Regions from separate parts of the Mus musculus genome. Here region 1 is linked to region 2. The links are chromatin contacts, called in public promoter capture Hi-C maps. All regions are on one chromosome and are shown on one strand. Each heading gives the region's core, a stretch centred on a gene start, on an enhancer-like site or on the middle of the called end of the contact. The rest is flanking DNA. Distances are from core to core; before and after follow the strand shown.

Evidence for each region. Promoter capture Hi-C pulls out the DNA fragments that hold promoters and counts their contacts.
Region 1: a contact with region 2 is called in a promoter capture Hi-C map of hippocampal neurons, with 2.4 times the contacts expected there. The contact joins the promoter of Zc3h3 here to the promoter of Cyp11b1 in region 2.

The regions. Positions count from the first base shown.
Region 1 is chr15:75,838,293-75,844,728 of GRCm38.p6, forward strand. Zc3h3 (zinc finger CCCH type containing 3) reads right to left here and starts at 3,616. Exons shown (of 12, transcript NM_172121.1): 1 at 3,558-3,616; 2 at 964-2,272. The coding sequence starts at 3,603. It overlaps Gm34851 (a long non-coding RNA gene), which reads left to right and starts at 5,213. Exons shown (of 2, transcript XR_384203.2): 1 at 5,213-5,794.
Region 2 is chr15:74,838,702-74,844,304 of GRCm38.p6, forward strand. It overlaps Cyp11b1 (cytochrome P450, family 11, subfamily b, polypeptide 1), which reads right to left and starts at 2,942. Exons shown (of 9, transcript NM_001033229.3): 1 at 2,667-2,942; 2 at 2,109-2,264; 3 at 526-725; 4 at 204-407. The coding sequence starts at 2,911. It also overlaps a transcript of Gml2 not described here.

The DNA.
Region 1 (6,436 bases), core at 2,366-4,865, 1.0 Mb after region 2:
TGATGTGAAGTTTCTGACCCCGTGACCATATACCCTAGGCTAGGATGCCATCTCAGAGTATCCTGAAAGGACGCAAGGGTCAGGACCTCAGTGATATGTGCTCATAAGCCAGCAGCTTGGCCTGGTCACTTGGCCACCAGCAAAGAGCCAGCTGGGATGTAAATGCAATCTGTTCCCTCTGGAGCACTGGACACCTAACACCTCAGCTCACTTGGAAGATGGCAACAGAGCACAAGGCAGGAAAAGCCTGGGACTGCCATGCTGCCGTCCCTTTCAGTCACCCCATGTGGCACAAATGGTACATCCTTCTATCTGGACAGGGCCAGAGTGCCCCACAAAGCCTGACTTCCTAGAACCTAGAGCCCTCAAGTAAAAACAGAGCAGGGGAAGTCCAGGCATACCTGGCGGAGCCCAGCACCCTAGTCCACCACCCACAGCTCAGACATATAACCCACTGCTCCGGCCAGGACAGCCACTCGGCATTCACCTAATGCTACACACTGGACAGACCCACGTGCTGCTCCCAAGCACCTAACCTGGCAAGGCACCATATGTTGTTGAACCCTGCCCACCTAGAAGGGAAACTACCCAAACCTAGTTTCTCATCAAGAGAAGAAAAGATGGGTCTGTCGGCATTACCAGTGCCAGAGCTCTTGCCTCCTCAACCTTACTGGGGCCCCAGGTAAGCGCCTGAATCATTCGGCCTTTACCTGACACATCTCTATATGACAACAGTACTTCTAGCCTCACTCCATGAAGCATAACCCAAAATCACACTCAAAGCTCTCGGCTTAGGTCACACATGAGTGGTGCTGAATAAACCCAACGGGGGCCTTCTTTTTCCCCAACCTGGAAACCAGGAAGGGAGTGAAAGCTAAAGTCCAAATTCTCTAATGTAGGAACCAAAAGCGCTTCATGAGCCCTGCCCCACCCACCTAGACCGGACACTGTAAGACAGCACACCTGGTATTGCCCCGCCTCCGGATAATCTTGGTCCGGCTCTTCACTTTGTAAGCTGAGAGCTGTGACTCTCCAAAGAGGGGCTTCAAGCTGCTGGGTCCCCCTGCTGGTCTGTCCCCTGATGTGGGCCTAGATGGGACTGGGGAGAGCTGAGAAGTATGGTCCTTGCTGCCAGCCTCAGACTGCCAACGGAAAGAGGAAGAGGAGGAAGCAGACGGGCTGGAAGCCTTCCACTTGTACTTGCTGGGAGAGAGGCCAGGCTTGGATGGTGTGGCCAGTTTCTCCGGCCTCACCTCTGGGTCAACTTTAGGCTGTGGCTTCTCTGTCTTTCCAACTGTACCCAAAGTGGCCTTGTTCCCGCTCTCCAGAGTTGTTCTGGGACTGAGGGCTCTCCGAGCGACCCGTGGGCTCTTTTCTGAGGCAGCTACCCATTTGTAGTTGTTTTTCCGAAACTTGCTGGTTCGACAGGACACGAGCAGTGAGGCCTCCCTGACCTGCCTGGCTGTTGCTGGTCTGACTGAAGCCACCACTGGCCCCAAGGAAGCTGGCTGGTCTGAGTGGCCAGTGTTTGCTCTTTGGTCTCCAATGAACTGTTCAGAATAGCTGGTAGAATGAGGGCCTACCTTCCTGCCCAGAGCCACAGCAGTGTGATGGGGCAGGACAGATGGGAAGTGTACCCTGAGGGCCACTTCATTTTCACTGACTGTCCGCCGATGCTCGGGAGAGCTGTCACTCACCCTGCCCACAGACTTCACTACCCGAGGCTTGCCAGGCTCCTTCTGGCAGACCAAGAGGGGGTCGTCCACACTGTAACCCACCTTGGTTCTTCCTGGCCTTGCAGGCTGCAGTTGTCCACCAGGGACCTCAACCTCACTTCCTTGGGGTCTTTGGCCACTCCAAGAGGGGTCATCACAGCCTTCCAAGGACCCCCGCTGGACCCCTGAAGCATTGATGGCACCTGACTTTGATGGTGGCTTGATCTTAATAACCATATTCTGATCTGGACTGAGCTGGACCTGTCTCTCCAGTACATACTGCTGGGGTTCAGGATGCTGGCTATCCTCAGACCTGAGGGATGTCTGAAAAGCAGGATCGCTGGCTGGGTCAGAAGATTCCACAGGCTGATTCACAAGGGAGTATTTCTTGCGCCACGAAGGGCCATGGTGTGAGGAGAAGCCCCTCCGACTTGGACGGGAGTAGCGGGCGCCAAAGGTCCTGCCACCCGGGAACATGGGTGGCTGCCACCGAGTAGCTGATGAGTTGCCCAGGGCAGGGCCATTGCCGTGGAGTGTTTTATAGTCATCAATTAGACCTGAGAAGGCAGAATCACACGCTCAGTTACCTAGGAGATGTGAATAAAAACAGCACCAATCAAGACTACTACCCCTACCCTAATACTCCAGACCTGCTCGCCTTGCTGACTTGAGAGCAGTCCTAAGTGACTGGAAACCATGTAAAGTTCAGTCCAAATCTCTAGGCTTGTCAATTCTGTGAGCACTTCTCCATCACTATTAGTATTTGGCTTGCTTATCCTGAAGATGGCAGCTTTTGTGGTATGACTGCTTCTACCCCCTGGCCTATGAGATCTACAATGTTCTGAGAGCAAGTGTCACTCCCTATACCAAAAAAAAAAAAACAAAAAAAACAAAAAACAAAAAACAAAAAAAACCAAAAAAAAAAACAAAAAAACAAAAAAAAACAGTCAGGGACCAGAAACCTGTGGTGCCTGGGTAAGAACTGGACAAGTCTTCCACTGAGGCCCTGTAGTTTACCCACTCACGGGGAAAATTGCAGGACTGCACCATAGTGCATAACTGTCTTCTCAGAACTGACGCTTCTCTAACCCAGTACGTGACAGACAGAAATAAAAAACAAAAAAACAAAAACACAATGATGACCCAACAGCTAACTAACATCATCTCCTACAGAAAAACACCTGATACCACCACCACAAGGATTTTCCAATGAAGTGACTCATGGAGCCCTGGAAGAAGAGTGAAGGAACGCCAGCAGGCTCGCTGGATCCCCAATAACCAAACACACACACACACAGGGCCTGCCTCGACCCTCGAATCCTGCCAGACACCTCCGGTCGGGTGTTAGGGAAACGCACGAAGTAGTCTCAAATAGGAAGGCCACTTGGACTCTCCTTAGGACATGCTTTTGTGGGGGAAACTTTGAAAACGATATGAACGCTTATAAAGACCAACTTGAGTCTAAACATTTGAAGCTGAAGCTGGTGCCTGGGTAGTCAGCCCTGAGTACGTGGGGGCTGTGCCTGAATCGAGCCAAAGGCACTCAACGGCAGCGGAAGAGAAACGCTTCCGAGCCAGCCGAACCTGGAAGTCGGCTGCCGCGACCACTCGCTGGTAAGACCACCGTGCTATCATCTCCTGACAGCCCCTTGGAGGCCCGGCCCGCTCCCTCGCCCCGAAGCCTGGCGGGTCTGTCACGCGAGGGCCGAACCCGACTCGGCCGCTCCGATGCCCACCCATGACGACCATCGGGAGACCGCAACCGACAGCACTCGCTTCGGAGAGGGTCTACGGCGATCACAAGAAACAAGGGAACACACGGCCCGACCGCAGCCAGCTCACCCTGCAGGAGGCGTATCTGCCGCCGCAGCTGCTCCTTTTCCTCCATCTCCGGAGTCCGCGACGCCTAGCCAGACCCCCTCGACGTCATCGCCGCGCGACTGGTCCCCGCAGGCGGGGAGGAGAGAACGCCGAACTTCACTATGCGTGGACACGGGGTTGGAAGGCACCGTCGCCCCGGCAACCCTGGAAGGACGCATGCGCAGAACGAGAAAAATCCGTCATCTTGAAGCGCCCGGAAGTGGCCCGCAATCTGGCTTCTGCACCAATTCCTGCGCATCATTTCCACCGCTGGGGGTTCCTCGGAAGACTTGGAGGAGATAGGTTGCTAACAGTTTCCCCTAGACCCAGGAATTCCTTTTATCAATTTATTTGTTTGAGACAGGATGTATTTCTGGCTGGAGAGAAACATAACTGGGGAACTCGCTATGTAGACTAGGCTGGCCTCGAACTTACGGAAGTTCTCTTTCCTCTGCCTCCGGACCTGGAATCAAAGGGATGCCATTTTAACGCCTTTGCTGCCGCAGCAGCACGAGAACAGCGAAAAGGAATCGGAGGCAATTTTTTTTTTCGGATGATTACAGGTGTTAAGAAAATTCTTGAGGGCATTTAGTAGGAAAGGCTGCAACCTCTAGAAAATACTGAAAAAAAAAAAAAACTCACGGTAGTTACCACGTGATCAGACAGTCCCACGTCTAGGTGTATAACCAACGCGTAGAAAACACCGATTCTAACATATTTGTATGTCATTATTTATAATAGCTAACCCGAATGACTGTTTACATGGAAATGGGATATTATCCAGTGATTTGTTTTGTTAGAGACAGAATCTCGCTATGTACCTCTGTCTGTCCTGGAATTCCCTATGTAGACCAGGCTGGCCTGGAACTCTCAGAAATCTGCCTGCCTCTGCCACCCAAGTGCTGCAATTAAGAGTGTGCCACTATGTAGGAATGTGCAGTATCTTTGGAGCCCTAAGGCCTCAAGTCCGGCCAAGCCTCTACCAGTGAGCTACATCTGCATAGTCTACTGTTACGCCTGAAAAAGAAGTTCTAGAAGCTGGGTTTGATAGTGAATACCTGTAAGACAAGCATTAAGAAGTGAGGGTAGGGGCTGGTGAGATGGCTCAGTGGGTAAGAGCACCCGACTGCTCTTCCGAAGGTCCGGAGTTCAAATCCCAGCAACCACATGGTGGCTCACAACCATCTGTAACAAGATCTGACTCCCTCTTCTGTAGTGTCTGAAGACAGCTACAGTGTACTTACTTACATATAATAAATAAATAAATCTTTAAAAAAAAAAAAAGAAGAAGTGAGGGTAGATAGCCGGGCAGGCCGGGCAGTGATGGGACACACATTTAATCCTAGCATTCTAGAGACAGGCAGGTGCTCTGGAGGCAAAGGCAGGAGGATCTCTGAGTTCAAGGCCAGCATAATCTACAGAGAAAGTTCCAGGACAGCCAAGTTAGGCACTGAAGGAGTTGAAAAACAAAAGGTTGGTGATAATGTCATAAGACAAGGTGCCCATGTCCCAGCTCCAGCAAGCAGCAGAACTCAGCAGCTTCGGGCATGTGGCTCTGGCTTTAGAGTCAAGAATAGAAGGGACTACTGGGGCAATTGATGCTGTTTAGCTGGAGCTAAGAAATTAGTGGTGATTATGAAGAGACCAGCATCACTGAGGTGAAATCTTCTGGGAAGTATTTTCTAAAAGCAGAAAGAAGCTGTGTTCTAGAAATAGCCGGGGATGTACCTCATGCTGGAAGCCAGACTTGGTAATGTATAAGAATCACCCAAGTGGTACTAGTTTTGAAGGCGTAAAGTGTTATGGAGAGCAGCTTAGCTTGGCACTGTGAGATGCCAGGGAAGGCCATTGGTGAAAGTGCAGCTTGAGTTGCAGTTGATGGCCCAGGCCTGAGGGATCATGCAAAGAAGTTAAGGTCAGGTACCTTAAAGGGAGCCTATGAGAGGCTATTGACGACGCCTAATTGCAGTGAGAAATCCCAGCGTATTAGAGATGCCAGCACCGCACCATGGGATGACCACCAGGAACAGCAGCAGCAGTGGAATGGAGTCAACCAGAGCCTAGAGTGCTACAGAAGGCAGAGCTGGAGAAATGACAGGTCCCTTTGGAGGAACCCCGAAAATCGTGTGGATCCCAGACATTGAAACAAGAAACTATAAACATTGAAGTTGCTTTGGAGACCCTAAAATATTCCAGAGGCCAGAGTTATGTGATACCTGGTAAGGAAATCTGCTAATAGGGAGTGGAACCCACCAAAGAGAATTGTCAATTAAGCATAAATGAATTGAAATCAGACATGGAGATGCAGAGTTTGGAGTTTCCAGCTGGCATTTGGTCTTGCTTTTGTTCAGGATTTCCTCACTCTGATGTTTTGGAATGGTAATGTATATCCTGTGACTTTGGAAGTATGTGATCTGCTTTTTGATCTTGATTTATAAGAGATTACAGTTAAGTGTTTAGATGAATCTTAGAAGAGACTTTGAACTTTGGACTTTTAACATTGCTGAGACTAGGCTATGGGACTTTTGAAGTAAGACTAAATGTATTTTGCACTATACTATGGCTAGGTGTGGCCCCCATAGACTCAAGTGTTTGACCTAGCCTATGGGGGTCAGGGAGTGGAATGTGATAGTTTGAATATGCTTGGCCCAGGGAGTGGCACTACTAGGAGGTGAGGCCTTGCTGGTGTAGGTGTGACCTTGTTAGAAGAAGTGAGTCACTGTGGGGGAGGGCTTTAAGACCTTCCTCCTTGTTGCCAGGAAACAGTCTGCCCCTGGCTTCCTTTGGGTGAAGACAATAGGACTCTCAGCTCCTCTAGTACCATGCCTGCCTGGACACTGCCATACTTTCTGCCATGATAA
Region 2 (5,603 bases), core at 1,692-4,191:
CAGGTCCCAAGCTGTTGTGTTCCCTAGCACCTCAGTCTTCCTGCTGCTGTACCACCATGGCTGGGTTCTACAACCCTGAAGTCACTGTGGAGCCACCGGAAGGGCCTTAAGCTGCCACAGCTCTTTGAAGTAAACACAGGTAATTAGGAATCATGTGACCATCATCCCCTGCCTGTGGCACTGCCCAAGGCAGTGGTCCTTACCATATTCAGAGATGAAATCCCAGGACTCTAAGTTTTCTTTCCACACCCTGGTGCTTGTCCATCGGGTCAGGCTCCTGGGCAAGTACAAGAGCTGTGTGGTGGTTTTGAACATGGAGTGCAGGGTGTGGAGGAACTTCAGGCTGTCAGGGCTCAGATCACGGCCAATGAGGCCCAGCCGCTCCCCAAAAAGAACAAAGTGGCTAGCTGCAGAGAGAATATTATCACTGAACCAAGGCAGTCAGTGCTCTCAATGTGGTTTGCTCCTTCCTGGCCTCTGCTATCCCAGTCTCCCTCAAGCTGGACCCTTCTGCAAGCCACATACCTTCTATGGTATAGTTGAACACACTGGACTGAAAGTCCATAGAGAAGCTACCATGGACACTTTCCAGCATTTTCTTCTTCAGGTTATCCACAAAGTCCCTTGCTATCCCATCCACCAAGGGGACAAATTTTTGAACGGCTTTTGGTGACAGAACATTTGGGTTCAGCTGCAGTCGGTTGAAGTACCATTCTGGCCCATTTCTGCAGGACAGAGTAGAACTATAGACATATCCAGGGAAGGCCCCAGACCTATATCCATCTTCCTAACTCTCAAAGAAATTGAGGAAAAGAGATGTTGAGCTCAGAGGTAGACTTTTCAGGTCCTGAACCCACTCCTTTCTTCCAAAGCAGCCTACATATGTTGGGCAGAGGTCACTAAGTCTGAGGTGGATTTAGCACATCCGTTACCCAAGATGAAAGGAGCCTCTGCTGTCAAGCTCTGCCTACCTGGCCTATACCACCACCCCACAGAAAGGAAGCCCTAGCTGAGCTCACTGGCCCTGTCATCCTGTAATGTGTGATCTCTGAGACATGATCCCTGCCTGTCTCAGCTAAGGGATCCCATCTTCCCTAAGGCAGGCACCTCAGCAGAGGACCACTCACAACATCCACAGACTGAAGTCCAGGGTGCAGGGACCCCATGGAGATGCTCCAGTAAATGACAGGCTGGAGTTTGCACACAGAGCCACACAGGCAGGAAGCATATCCTTTTGTGTGCTAAAGTCTGTGATTGGCAGTGATCACATGTATATTTACATGTGTACCCACACAGGACCTCAAAAACATGTTTGAATATCCTAGTCACTGTGGGCATGAACCCAAGAGAACAGCCATACACACCAAGGCAAACACACGTTCCTTTAGAGAGTCAAGTCCTACGTCTGCATACATCACACTGTCATGCTTTCAAATGCATACAAATCAAATACCACAAGTATACAGAGACAAGATGTGTGTGTACTGCTCTGCCCCATTGCCTGTTGAGCACTTCCTTGCTTCCAGGTGATTTCAGACAAGGTTCCAAGGTACTAATTTCTTTAACCATTACTGAGAAAATACTGCTCTTTGTGCGGTCTCAATTAGCTGTGCACAACCTTCCTTTTTCATTCCCAGCAATAATTCCTTTTCAGCTCACACATCCTAAGCCTCTAGGAGCCCCTTTCTTACCACCTGATTCAGGGTTTGATTGTGAGCCCACAAGAGCTGCTCACTTCTACTCTTCACTCCAAGTCCCCAGGATGGTCTACCTCAAATCTCTGTGAGCAAAACATCCCCTAGGGAAACAAAACAGCATTGCTAGACATTGGGCTATGGAAGAAGCTGGCTGTAACCTTGATCCAGGGGGTCTCCCATCCCCACCTTCCTAGGGCAGCCCTATAACCTGTGGGAAGGAGACTGGGAAAGGCATGTTCAGAGCAAGTGCTATTTGGCCATCTCCCTCTTCACCAGATCCCCAAAACTTCCATGTCATGGTACCAATTCATGCTTGTCAGACATTAGTCATCACATCCACCCCAGCCAGTTCTGCATCCTGGGTTCAGGACTCCACTCTCACCTCCCTTCTCATTCCCTATGTCCACTCACAGCAAGAACACACCACGTCCCAGGCCACGGAGTTCTCTATGGACTATCCAGGATTCCAAGGGCATGCGGCAAGGGTGCGTACTCTCTACCTGGTACAGCTTCTCAACATCCTCCGGCAACGTCACAAACACAATCTGTGTTTTCCCTACACTGTGCCTGTGGGATGAAGCACAGAGCCCTGCTGTTAGTGGAATGCCCTCCACCTGAGCTCCCTGCAAAGCCAGCCCTGCCAGTGTGCTCTCTCATCTCATCCTCTCCTGGCCCTTGCTTCCCCCCACAGGAGGGCTCTCCCAGTGTCTGCCTGACTCCCCTCCACTTCAACACCCCCCCACCCCCACACACACTATCCTCTCAGCAGTGAGCAGTGCCTTTCTCTGAACATGTGGAGAACCCATGAGTCAGGCCCATAACCTCCTGTGCTCCCTCCCTGTCTTCCTAAAGATGGAATACCTGGAGATGCCTACTGGAGAATGGCAGCACCTCATACCCTGCAGAGCCTGTGCAACCAGAGGACAGGAAGCTCTGTCTGTGCGTGGCTATGAGTAAGGAAGCCCTTACCTGAAAATGGGCCCCAGCTCCCGGAAGACCTGATGCATCTCCAGGTGTAGGTTTTCTTGGCCCTGCTCCCTCAGGATCTGTATCATCTTCAGCCACTTGTTCCTGGAGTACTGTGGTATGGCTTCAAAGGGCTGCAGGGTCTTTGGGGCCAGTGTTGCCGTGGTGCCCAGTGCCCTTGTCCTGTGCAGGCACTGCCAGGGTCTTGCCAGCCACACATCTGTTGTCACCCTGAGAGCCATTGTCATCTTCCTCTCTTCCTGTGTTTAGTCCGTGGCCTTTTATCTTGTTTTAAGGACATGGATTGCTGACTGATAATGTCACTGGAGGATATGTCCCTGGACTTGCCCTAGAAATGTATTCGGTGCTGATGGCTCTGCTGAAGGTAGAGGAAGGAGGTGGCCTTCTCCCTGGTCCTGCCTCTGCAATGCCTGCTGCTGGGTGGGAGCTGAGGTCAGGTGCAGACTCTACTTGAACACTCAAAAAATGTCCAATGGTCGTTTGAGCCTTCTTTCTCCTCCCCAGGGTGAGAGCCATCAGATGCTCATATTTTGCCTTATTTGGAGCTTGAATGATTCATCCTGACTTAAAAATCACTAGCCAGATTAAGGGCATGGGGTTTACTAACTTCTGATTTACAGTTATGTGTTGGCTTTTAAATTTTCTCATTTCTCTTCAAATTGAGAATTGACAGTGAAATCCATTTGCCACGGGGTGAGAGGATGACTTAATTGGTCGAGTATGAGAACCTGAGTTCAGATCGCTCAGAACCTTGTAAAAGCTAGGCACATTAGTGTGGGAGTCTAACCCCAGCACTGTAGAAGCTGAGAGTGGCAGATACCAGAGCTTGTTAGACAGCCAGTCTATAGTCAAATGTACATACCTGTGCCCACACACATACACATGCATGCATACACACATAGAGACACACACAGATAGACACACACAACACACACACACAGGCACACACGCAGTCAAACCTCTACCCCACACATGTATGTGCATGTGTGTATACATACGTATTTACATAAACATTTCTGATGTTTCTGATACAGAAGAGATTTTTGTGATGGTGGTGGTAGTTATTGTTGTTTCCAGGCAAGGTCTTTCTGTGTAACCCTGGCTGTCCCTGCACTCACTTGTGAACCTGGCTGCTTGCTACCAGGTTCCATTAGATCACAGATGGTGTAGCTGCCCTGCTCCTAGAAATCAAGCGATGCCCTGCTGCAAACAGTTTCTTGAGAAATTTTAAGAGCCAGCACTTAAATGTAAATCAAGACAGTTATTAAACTGCTGCCCTTCCCTCTTATCTGGCTTGTGATTTTTAAGTCAGGATGAATCATTCAAAGCTCCACCAGAAGATAAAATATGTGCATCTGACGGCTCTCGCCTTGGGGAAGAGAAAGAAGGTTCATGCTGTGAGAGAGCACAGAAATTCAGTAAAAGATGGGATGAACACAAACCCTGCCCCTCTCCCTCAGAGCTGCAAGATGAGTCTGTGGTCTCATCCAGTAGCTGGGTCATTGGAAGAGTTCATAAGTGCTATTTCCCATTCCCACTCTGAAAAGCTTTAGAGGTTGGTATTTCCTTGGCTCAGGGGGAGTCTCTGAAGGTTCTCTTTTAGACTCCCCCTTCAGTCCCACCTCATGTATGTCACAACTGCCTCTCGTATTCTACTTAAAGCTTCTGATGGTGCCATTCTCCAGACTTGTGAAGGGAAGCCTGAATTTCCCCTTCAGTTCCAGTGATGTTAGCTCTTATCTTCTGACCTGACTCTCTATCCCTTCCCTCATCTCCCCATATAAAGGTCCAATCATAACCACTGTGGTGTCCGGGTTCTCTCTACTAACACAAGAAGTGAATCTGTATGACCTGCTTCATAGGTGAAGTACAGTTAGAGACCATCAGAGAATCACAAATAAGTGGGAGGTACTAGCTTCCTGACTTCCCTAGCTAGCAGCTTGTGCCTGCTTGTCTAATTGTTCATCTTAGGATTGGAGAGTTACAGATAGTCTGCTACATGACTCAACCCATGTCCAAAATGGGGGGCGGGGGGGAGGGAATCTTGAGTCCCACAAAGGCAGGGACTTTGGTTATCAGGCTATGCTAGTTCAGCGTGGGAGGATTGTAACTCTCTGTCGTATCAGTCTTTTGAAGGGAAAGATGGTAGGAATAGATTTTAGTTTAGGGACTATAGAAAGCACTATTTCATGCCTGTTTCTTTTACATTTTCTTTACCCTGACACTCTTGCAGAATCTTAAAAGAAAACCTGTCTCATGTTCTCTAGAATAAGGGCAATGAGGTCCAGGCTCATGAGGCTCTGGAGGGAGAGCAAGGTCTTTGCTGTGAATGAAGTCAGAGACTATTGTATTATAGTCTAGGAAGCATCTGGCTGTTTCTACCCAGGCCTTGGAAATTTGAATGTGACCAAATCAAGAGTAATAGACTAAGTTGTCCAGTGAAGCTATTTCAAGATAGCCTACCATCCAGGCTGAGTGGGTTGCTCACTGTTCTTAGAGTTATAGTGAGAGAAACAGAAAAAAATGTAAAAATTTGGATTTGGGTGAAAGAAAGGAGCACAAATGGAGTTAATGTTGCACATAGGGGAGACAAGTTAAGTTTGGTCAAAACAGGTATGCCTGTTAGAGAGATGGGCACAAAAGGAGAAGCCTCTCACTTGCACTTGAAGAAGAGGAACAACATCTAGAGGCTAAGACTCAGTACTTCGAGAGCTTGAAAGACCAACCTTTTCTGAGACTCGGGATAGAATGCAAACTCATTTGGAAAGCTTTCATTCCAAAAGAATAGGACTTTACAGAGAGTTTCCAGGGCATCCATCTCCAGCAGCTCCATCTAGGGAAAAGTTTTTCCAGTTACATGCAGGGAGATGCTCAGAGACTATAATAGCTGGGTTAGAAGGGACCTGAGATGGTTTGTGT